2 separate regions of the Triticum aestivum genome follow, and region 1 is linked to region 2. The links are chromatin contacts, called in public Hi-C maps. All regions are on one chromosome and are shown on one strand. The core of a region is the stretch at or near the end of the contact, and the rest is flanking DNA. Distances in the headings are between cores, read along the strand shown. Region 1 has its middle 250 kb from the start of LOC123046089. Region 2 holds the start of LOC123046089.

Region 1 (5,479 bases), core at 343-2,842, 240 kb after region 2:
CACGTGCCCCTAAGGACCAATGCCCCGAAGCCACAGTTGTCGCTGTTGAACCCTTGCATACATCTAAAACACCCGACACCAAATCTCGCTACATGACTAGAAATCCTAACCTCACCACCCCAAGGAGACAACAAGAATCTACGCCGGAGCTCCGTCAACTACATCCAGACGGATGAACTCGAGGAGGATCAAAGTCTGGAAGACAAAATCGAAGAAGAAGCATTGCAATCTGCCCGAGCATCGCGCCCGTGAGGACAAAAAAAACGCTAACCTAGACTACTAACCGGTGCGGGGCACCGGGATTCCCCTCCCTGCCACTGGCCGCCGAAGCGGTAGGCAAAGGGGAGTCGAATCCATAGGCTCGTCGATGAAGCATGGAGGGGAGAGTTTGCCCTAGCCACCTAGGATTAGGGGAGGAAACAAGAGAGCGGTTACTTAATTTGAAAAAGGGTATGTGATGACTTCCTCTTAACACATTCTCTTTCGAACAGAAACTAGAAAACCATGAATAAGTATAGCAAATTATTTGATCCTCCACCGGAGGATGAATGCTTGAGATTTACTCCCTCCGTTCGGTGAAGAGTGTATGTTTGGCTTTAAAATTTGTTCACAAGGGAGTGTAATTTTATCTTCCTAATGCATTTTAAAGTAGAAAAAAAATATTTCTCTCTCATCACATGATAATCAAGACCAATAATATTCTACACATGGTCTTCTTAATTTCTGCATGCACTTAGGTCATTTGGAGTTGAGTAATTAAAAAGATGAGAGATGGTGGCTTGTATCTTTTCAATGCATTTTTTTATTCACTTTATAATTTGTCCTAAAAAATTTATATGTCAATTCTCACCGGACGGGGGAGTAAGGGTTAAGTGACCATAGAAACAAAAATACTGTTCATAGTGGAAAAAAAAACTAAGAATAGTTCTAGTAGTACGAAATTCCTATTAGCTTAAGATCGGACCTAAGCTATGTTTGCCTTGTTTCGTGACGAGATACTCCCTCTGTAAACTAATATAAGAACGTTTAGATCACCATTTTAGTGATCTAAACACTCTTATATTAGTTTACATAGGGAGAACTTTTCTTCTCTGGCCTTCTCTTTATCGGTAGCTCGAGCTGTGAGCCCACCGGCAATTATTACGGGCGACCATTCCATGGCGTTCCACTTTCGTGAAACCCACTTTTGCAATGGTGATCATACCGGGACCACTCCGAACGGACGGACTCGGTGCAACAACCCATTCATCCGACGGCCAGCCCTCCCTCCCGTGACGTCGGCGCGCGTACGGTCATGCACGAAGCTCGATCTGGCTCCGTGGGAGGGGCATTCGGGTAACTCTCTCCGGGCACTCATTTCTGTTGGGGCAGGTCGCTTTGGCACCCTCTCCTCTCGCCTGTCGCGACGCGGAGACGAGGCGAGCACGGTGGCCACGTGGCGCACCGTCGCGGCGGCAGACGCTTGGCGAGCCGCGAGAGGCTGGCGCGCTGGACGGGCACGTGATGCGGGGCCCCCGTGGAGGCTGGGCTGTCGCTCTCGCCCTGTGCCTTCGCTTGCAGGATCCGATGGCAAAGGGAGCTCTGTGTGTGAGAGGAGAGAGGGGGGGAGGGGGTGTGCCGTGTTGCGGTAAGGGGAGCAGCGTCCGTGCAGGATACCGTCGGGTTAGTAATGACAGCAGTACGGCAGACCGTTGACATCTGAGGCTTCGCTTTGGGAGCCGGGAAGACGATAACTGCACTCAACTAACAGGAAAGACTGGCTAGAGGCCAAGAGGTTTCAAGTTTTGAATCCCTTCCTGTTCGCCAGATCTTTAAACATTTTCCGTCCGTGTGCCAAGTGAGACTACTACTCCTTGCTACGTCAAACGAGGCTTTTTAAATCTCTGCAACAAGCAACTAGCTAATCTTTTTTGCGGGTGAAGGAACTAGCTAATCTTGATTTAAGGAAAAACTAATCTTGACCTGATCCATTTTTGAGGTCGCACGAAAAAAATCACCGTAAACATTTTGAGAAATAAAAATGTTAATTAAACAATAATGCCGGCCACAAAGGCCGGCGAGAGTCCACAAGTCCATTTTTACATTAATTAAAATATTAAATAAAACTAACGAGGAGGCGCGCTGCCCTAGACGTCCTCGTCGTCGTCGTCAGGGCCGGCGAGGCGATTAGCATCAGTGCCAGGCCAGCCCAACGGAACGCCGTCGAACGGGCTTTAGCGACGTCATCCGTCGACGGTTGTACCGCCGCCGGCTAGGCTGCCCCATCGCGGGAAGGGCGCTCGTCCTCCTCCGCGTCGTGGCGCTCGTCCTCCACATCGCGCTCCAGCTGCTCGAGGTACCCGCCTTCGCAACGCTCCTCGGCCAGCCTTTGCTGCCGCCATTGCTCGAGGTAGAGCTGCTCCTGAGCCGGCGTCGCCCCCAACCAGGTTGGTGGCGCGCTGACCCACTCACGCACCACCCCGGTCCATGAGTAGCGCTCGATGGGGGTCGGCTCCGGCTCGGCCTTGACGGGGGACGACGGCCTCAAAGGTGGCACGACGCAGTCGCCGGCCGCGGAGAGGACGACGGCCTCCGCAATGTGCGCCTGGTACGCCGCCTTCTCCTCCTCCTCCTTCCGTCGCTCATCCTCCTGCTTTCACGGACGGCAGCCGCCAGTGCCGCCTGGTAGGCGTCCTCCGCCTCCTGGTCCTCGTCGCTCATGACGAGGGGCTGCGGCGGGGAGCCATGCCGCACGTCGCGGACGTCGCGCCTCCTGGCCTCCTTGTGCTCGAATGCGAACTATTGCTCCCAAGCGGGAGAGTCCAATGGGTAGGCGGGGTCGCGGCGCTGCTCCGACACAGCAGCTGCCACCGGCGCCGCACCTCCTTCGCGTGCGCCCGCGTCGACTGCGCCGCCGCCGGTACTGGGATCCTCTCCAGATCCAAGTGCCAGTCGTGTGGCAGCGTCACGTCGGGATATGGGAGGGGGTCACGGTGCTCCCAGTACCGCTTAGCCTAGTGCACTGGGACGTTGATGCACTACCGAGGCCGGCGGGAAGACGCCGGCGGAGGCGAGGGGAAGTAGGGAGAAGGGGGCGGTGGGGGCGGTGGGGGTCTTGCCCTTGCCCTTGTCGGAGAAGAAGCCCATGGCGGTGGCTAGGGTTTTTCACCGACGGGGGAGCACATTGGGTGGCGAGATGGGGACGGGGGCATCTGGAAGTGGATGAGGATAGACCCCCACCGCACGCTCGGATTAAAAAATGTTGACCGCCATCGCTGACGCATGGGCCCATGGTGGGCGGACGCCATTAATAAAGACGAACGCGATAGTTGGGCGGCCACCAGGTGAGGACACGGCGGACACCGAAAGGACAAGCAGCGCGTCAGCTTCTCGTCCGCGCCGACGCATTTCAGCCACAAATTTGGGCCGGAAATGGATCCGCGCGGACGCCAAGCGGACGGGTTTTGAGAATGGGTTGGCACGTTGGGCCAGCATCGGTGCATCAGCGCATTGGGCCAGCACCTGGCATGGAGTAGGTGTTTGGAACACCGCTTCATGTCTGAGGTGAAAATCATTGCTCTAGCCTTTATTAGTCATGCCTTGTAGTGGCGAACTTGCATCGTTACCTTGTTCAATGTGTTGTCTCCTTGACGTGGTGACGATGACATGAGGGCGTGTATCCTTTCTAAAGGTGTTATTGTGGAAGAAGTCGACTTAGTCGTAGGTATTATATTTATATTCATTTCTTATAATGTTTCTACTATTGGTGTTTATGTTTTGTACTCTATTTGTTGACGTGTTTGGCCTCATTGCCTTGCATTAACTTCAATAAATATGGTTGTTTGCATCTCTTTGATGCAGAGGCTGAGGGTTTCAACCTTCTTTCAAAAAAACTATTCATCTCCTCCACTGGTCGCCTTTGTATGCCTACACCACGTATAAGAAAATTAAATGCAAAGTAAGCAATGAGGAAGAAACCGCTGGTGTAACTGAGGAACCGCCAACACCTTTCATATTAGACATTGCCCTCATGGGATTGCCATACTTGACTCCTGCTTTCAGTCTCACAAATTCTCTCACCTCCTCCTTCACAATTGTGTAAAAAAGACAACTAAAAATCCCAGGTTCCACTTGGTGTTCTCCTTGCTGGTTTGGTGCCTACATCATCAAGGCGTCGTCCATGGTGCCTTGCTCACCCTCTCCCTTTTCAATCTCTATATGGGTGAAGATAACTACACTCTTCTCTATGGAGGTTGTCTCCGGTCGGTTCACCACAATCGATCCAACCACTAGGGTCTGGAGGTGTGTTTCTTTGTGGCCTGTGGGGACGCTCTAGTACCGACGCCGACCTTAGACATGGAGTGAATGCAATGCGGGGCAGTGACTCATTCTGCCCTAGAAGGGTCAGGCTGTAGGTGACTCTGGACGAGGCGTCCTCACGTGCTTCGGGCCAGACAGTGGCGGTGAAGGCGACGAGGAGACGAAGCAAGAGCCACAACAGCAACACACGATGATGAATCTGCAGTTGCTATCCTTGGATGACCTGTCGTGGATGCTGGCGACCATGAGCCTACATGCCTTCACCTTGGAGGAACTCAAGTCTGTGACCAAGAACTTCTCCATCTTCAACTTCCTTGGTGAAGCCGGCTTTGATCTACAAGGGCTCTATCGATGGCGGCATCCATGCCGACCTCGCCCTATAGTAGGTTGTCATCAACTTCAAGTACCTAGACCATGACACCGACAACATCCAGAGGTCCACAAGAGGATGCCATAAATCTCCTCCAGATGCCTGGTGTTATCAGATGCAAAGGGAACACGTACATTCTACAACATATAGGAGCAAGAAAAAGAGAAAAGGATGCTTATGCCAACATCTAGAGGCAAGAATAACCTTTGTTTTTTATCCCACAAACCCCTATATTGCTGCATGTTTTCCTAACTTAGTCAATTGGTTGTTCTTAAGATTTGTTACATGTTTTACTATGCAGATTTATGGCAACAAAGAGGAACTGGATCCTTGGTTAACTTGTCATTCTTAATATTTGTTATATGTTTACTAAGTAGATTCATGGCAACCCTTACGGTGATAGGGTTCTGAGTATTTACGTTCCATGTATGATCATGCGATATCCATGCTTTCTGCATGTTGTAAATCTCAATTCAAGGGAAATGGAATCGGTTCGTTGTTTGTGTTTGGGCATGTGGTGCATCAACTTTAATGACACCTAAAAGCACAAGTGCTCCCTGGGTGATTTTGGTAATTAATGTCAACATATCTCTTGTTGGACTAATGGTTTTATCTAGTATGTTTCAGATAAGTTCGACAATGGAGTGGCATGGACAAGAGGATGTGGAACCCCTTCAAAATGCTAAGGACACATGTTCGCAAAAGCTCAAGACTCTTCATCTTTATTTTAGTGATCCAAGATCACACTGGGTCCATAGGAAAGTCAGTACTATTAAAAGGGGATGAGGTGTTGCTTAATGGCTTACTTGC
Region 2 (5,467 bases), core at 1,778-4,277:
CGATCCAGATGCATGCAGGAGTTTGTGGGTCGGCGTTGAAGATGTCATTAGTGGACTAGACACACTCCAATGTTTGGCGTCTCTCCCGTTAGATTAGTAGCGTAGATCAGATGGTGATGCAACATAACATAACATAGGAATCTAATAAGCGTGAAGCAAACAACCCATGTTATATCCGTCGGCTTGCAAAGTGTCAGTTCCCTGTAGCTGTAGTGACTGACAGACTGACAGCGCCCACCTAGCAAGCCCTAGCCGTAGCCGTAGCCTCCTCATCATCATCTTTCGGCCGAACTGGGTCCGGCCTTTATCGTTCCGCTGTTCTTCACTTTCTCTGTGCTCTGCATTTGCCACTGACAATTCGCCGCTGCCCGCTTGTGAGTTCCGTTCCGAGCTCAGCTCAGCTCCTCAACGGCGTTGAACACATGTTGCCCTTGCCCGATCAGCTGGAAACCAAACTGGTACGGGCTTTTTGACAGTTTTGATTCCCTTACTTTGGAGCTTGACTTTTGTATTCGAAGTGGCACTTTTCAGCTGTAGGCGGTCGACCACCTATTTCACCACACCAACCATACTCTGCAGCTTATTTTCGCTGAAGGGAAAACCGAGTGGGCTTTACTCCGTCGACGACGACAACGACAAAGCTTCCTCGTGTGCCTTTGAGGCCTGCGCACTCAGCAGTGAGCACCACACCGCGTCGTACCACCACGTCTCGACAAAAGCTGGGTCAGCGGCATCTACCGCGCGCCCCCCACGTTAAATTTACGAGATCGTACGTCTTATCCCGCCACCCATGTCATCGCCATCGGAAGTCCAGGTCCAGGCAAACGCGGCGTTCCGCCACCACACCACAGCAGCTTATTAAACAACGCCGTCAAATCCTCAACTCTCTCTCCTTTTGCCTTTTCTTTACGCCTATTATCTGTTGCCTGTCAGACACAAATACTTATGCAGCGAACACGACGTGCACGTATGATATGATCTTCTAACGCGCAAGGGAGCGACAGTAGAGTCGCTCTCACTTAGCCAGACGCGGCAACCGAGTGGCGCTCTGAACCTACCTTTTCCCGGAGCTTTCCCTTTCCTTTGCCATCTCTTTATCGCCGCGAATATTCCACGGAGCTAAATTGGTTTCGTACCAAAATGCCAATAGCGCAACTCCGTATATCCTAACGCCCTCCATTACAAGAGACTTTATTCAGTACTCCCTCGCGGAAAAGGAAGGATAAGAGACGTGAACACTGGTATTATACTATTACATTCTAGAAGAGGCGATCTATTTCTTCGTCCGAAATTAGTCTATCTAGCACTGAAATACCTTCTAGAACAGGCGGTCCATATTCTAAAAAAAAGGCGGTCCATTAGAAGAAATGTGAGCCAGCATGAGTTTCAAAGTGATACATGCTGCATGAGGTCCAAAGTCATACAAACACAGCTGAAATTCTATACGAGACCTTGTGTACGCGGTGTTTTTGACCGGTAGCTTTCTCTGACGTCTTCATCAGCTGTGATCTACCAAACCATTGGTTGCCCTTGCAAGACTAAACGTGAGGTGTTTGTTCATATTCCTGCTCTGCTACTCGGGTCGCTATTTTTATTCCTTCTTTTTGGAGGCAATGCTAGTACTTTGCAGTTAAGTATGCGGGCGAACTAACTAGTTAATGCGAAGTGTCGACATTTCTCCCCCATCGTCCAATCAGGGCCCCTCCCACTTTCTCCATCTCTCCATCTCTCTCTCTCTCTCTCTCTCTCTCTCTCTCTTCCCTATCCATTTCGCATGCGATTTGTTTACAAATTTTATTCTCCGCACGTCCAAATCTGCCCCCAACTCCCCCGATAGACTAGGCTCCCTTTTTAAATCGAAAATCTGCTCTGCCAATAATCCCAACAGCTCACTCTACCTACAACTAATTTCTCTGGAATCTTTACAAACAGTAGTACTACTACGCCTATCTGCACCAACCAGTTTTCTCTGCAGGTGGCAGATCATTTTAGTAGTACTAGTACTACTGCTGGTGATGGCAGATCATTATAGATCAGTGGTTAACCAGCAAGAAATCAGTGGGCAGCACATGGACAGTGCTGGTACAACTCGTACTCATCATCTTTGTTAAGGAGCAATCGATTAAGCGGTAGTACATCGAGCCAGCCAGCCTCTCCGGGGAAAACTGCCAAAACCAGAGGCTTAACCAATCTCTACTACTCTCCCTGCATCTCATCTCATTCTCATCACCGATCACAAACTACTCGTAGAAGAAAAGAAAAAAACTCATCAAATTAATCGTAAGGGGACGGACGATCGATCGCCGTGGGTGGGCCGGATCAGGATCAGTCCTGGAAGCCGGTCTTCTCCCAGATGGCGTTGCGGACGCGGCGGAGGTCGCGGCCCTTGAGCGTGCGCCCGGCGCCCTCGCGCACCGAGAAGGACGCCGCGGCGCGCTCCCGGTACATGAGCTGCTCGTGCGGCGGCACCCACTGCCGGTCGCCGCGGTCCAGGTACGCGTCCCCGCGATCGTCCGACGGCCACCGCCCCGCGCCGGCGCTGCCCCCGCCGTACTCCGCCCCCAGGATCTTGGACCAGTCGGGGATGTTGACGGGCAGCGACGCCGGGCCCCCGACGCCGCCACCGCCACCGGCGGCATCCCGCGGCGCCGCGGCGCGCGGCTTGGAGGCCCTGGAGGGAGTGGACGCGGACAGGGCCCGCCCGTACGCGTCGGCCGGCGGGGAAGACGCCAGCGCCGCGCCGCCCCAGATGATGTCGGCCTCGTCGAGCTCCAGGGCCGGGTCGGCCGCGTGCTGCAGGGTGCGCGCGGGCGCCGGCGCGAAGAGCCGGTGCGCGGACACCATGGAACGGCTGCTGCTCCGGCCGGCCATCGTCGCGCGCTCTTACCCCGCCGACCTCGGTGCGGTTGGCTCGTGATCCGGCGGAGGAGGCGCACAAGCAACGTGTGTGCGTGTTCCGTGTGCTGCCGTGTGTAAAAGTGTATGTGAACCGCGATGGCGTTTTGTTCTTCTTCCTACTCCAACTGGTGGAGTGGAGCGGCGGGTTTTATAGCGGCGGGAGAGGGACGGGGGAGTGGTGTGGATAAGGTTTGTTTCGCGGAGTGACTTTAATGGGGGGCCTGGTTGAGCATATTTACGGCGTCTGCCATCGTTGCTGCCGGTGTACTAGTACTGCATTTTTTTTAAGATGCCAGTGTGTCGCAGCATTGCGGTGTCATGGGAGGAGCGTAGTACTGTTTCGTTGTTTGCGAGTGAATGGAGCCAGAAATGGCTTGAATTTGGCCGAGGTATGGGCGCGGAGTATTTGCTTCGCTTGCGTTTTTGCACATGAGTATACATAGTAGCTGCTGGCCATCCAACGAACCCATGAGACCCTGTCCTCTTCTGCCCGCAAAAAGGAAAAGGGGATCGTGTCCTCTTTGAAATCCGTGGGCAAATCAAGGCCATGCGTAAATAGTGAAGAGGCCAGCAGATCCATTTATTGTGGTAACCAGGCAGTAAAAAAAATTGTAGGATCTACGTGACGAGAAATAAGGCGACTCATGCTCTCACTTGCGACCGCGACTCCACTCCACCCCACCCATCCCACCCACCTCACCTCGCCGCCGATCTCCCCGCGACGGCGAGCCTCCCCGCCCCACATGCTGAGAGCCGACAGATCCACCTGCTCGCCACCTCGCCCGGGCTCGACAATCCCATACATGCCTCCCCCTTTGTGTACCGGGCCTTCCCGGAGATGCTGCGGCCGATAGGGTCGGTATCGCCGGAGGCGCTGCGGGCGACGAGGATGCGGAGGTGGACGGAGTGAGCCACGCGGATCCACGACGACGTGCCCTCCTATCTCCTCTACGAACGGGAGTGGAGGGCGCTGCAGCAGAAGGCGGAGGCAGAGCCAGATCCGGAGATGAAGGTATGGGCGCCTTGGGAATCAAGACCTATGGCCACACCGCAGATCAGGAGCTCCTCAATCTGGCGAGGAGGATCTACTTCGAAGGCAGTCGGGAGGAGAAAGAGGAGGATGCCATGCCCGACCGCATCCCCAAAGGATTTAGTCAGGTGGGCGCGGGCGGAGGCAAGGAGTGCAGATCCACAAAGGCGGGCGAGCTGGGAATGCATCGAGGGGAAAATGCCATCGGCGCCGCCTTCGGACTCAGAAGAGGTCGACCCCTGGCCATACCTCTCCCCTACCCGGCCATGGACTGAGCGCAGAGGCATCCTACAATAGTGGCACAAATGGACCGGAGTGTCACGAGTGGGTGAAGCAAATTTGGATGGATTCGGAGTTTGCAGGATTTCAGGATGTGGATTGCGGGCTGAGCCTTGCAGAGGACATGGGCGGAGAGACCCGAGCTTGCTCTGCCTACCACTCTGGCCATGAGTGTGCGAGAAGCAACACCAGATCGGGTGGCGGAAGAGCTGCTGATTGTGGAACTCACCAGGAAGCTGCAGAGAGAGTTAAGGTTGCCTAGGAGGGGCACAGAATCAACCCAGAAGCTTGTGACTCGCATTCTGATGCACGCGGAGGAGGAGGAACCCTCTCTGATTGCGCTAAATCAAGCAACCCAGCCATCGGAAATGATTGCGTGGGCGCTTGCGGCAAGAACCTCGAGAGTCAAATCCAGAAGAGTGCGATGGGAAGCCTTCTATCGAGCCCATCCGCAGGAGTGTATGGATCTGATGGAGAGGTTGCTAAGCTCCAGCCAAGGGGGATGTGAGCGTTTCTAACGAAACTGAAGCCATGTTAGTTATGGAGCTCGTCGGCGGGCTTCAGAGTGATTCAGAGAAGGATAAGCACCAAAAGCGCTTACAAAAATTTGGGGGGAAAAGCTTCCAGATCACCAAGCTGCTTTCCAGCCTGCCATGGTGACGAAGCGGAGCTCAGATACAGTCAACTCTGGAGTGGTATAAAAAGTGTCGAAGGGGGGGAGGGACAAGATTAGGGTTTCCACTCCCCCCTCCTCCCCACCCAATGCCGCCGCCGCCCTGTCCTCACCAAGCCTAGCTGTTGCCGCTGCGGATCCCACCATGGAGGGGGGAGAGGCCGTGGCCGTGGAAGAAGCAAAGGAGGAAGGGAAGAAAACTCCAACAACTAGCAGCAAGAGCAGATGAATTCAGGTATGGGTGCCGGTGGGGGGGGGGCAGCCGTCGTTCTTCGGCTTTGGTTACCAAGGACCACCCCCACCATGGGCTTTCCCGGGTCAATTCCCTGGCCAATTCTCGCAGCAATCGTGGGGGTGTACAGCAACAATGGTACGACCCTCCACAGCAGCTGATGCAAGGGCAAACAGGGGGACAGTCTTCGGACCCCAGCAACAGTCAGGGAGGGAGCTCGCAGCAGAGTAAGAACCAAGGGAAGATTCAACAGAAAAAGAAGCAAGATGTGGCTCAGAAGCAACAAATCAACCCAGGCTTGATGTCTTACACTAGTGTTACTTGCTATAATTGTGGAGATCCTGGGCACCACAAG

Evidence for each region. Hi-C and Micro-C count contacts between places; a contact is called where the count stands out from the background.
Region 1: a Hi-C map of leaf shows a contact between it and region 2, with 3 times the contacts expected there. The contact joins the enhancer-like site here to the promoter of LOC123046089 in region 2. A contact is called at or near these places in 2 of 5 Hi-C or Micro-C datasets (leaf and an unstated tissue).

What each region holds. Positions count from the first base shown.
Region 1 is chr1A:282,628,494-282,633,972 of IWGSC CS RefSeq v2.1, forward strand. No RefSeq gene overlaps it. Among protein-coding and RNA genes, the nearest start is that of LOC123046089, 250 kb to the left of the region's middle. Within about 2 kb of position 1,593, at least 4 of the 8 cell types and tissues checked have an H3K27ac peak or open chromatin away from gene starts, as enhancers often do. A contact at or near this core is called in leaf, where this site is marked.
Region 2 is chr1A:282,382,808-282,388,274 of IWGSC CS RefSeq v2.1, forward strand. It overlaps LOC123046089, which reads right to left and starts at 3,028. Exons shown (of 1, transcript XM_044469380.1): 1 at 2,081-3,028. The coding sequence starts at 2,871. The coding sequence ends at 2,326.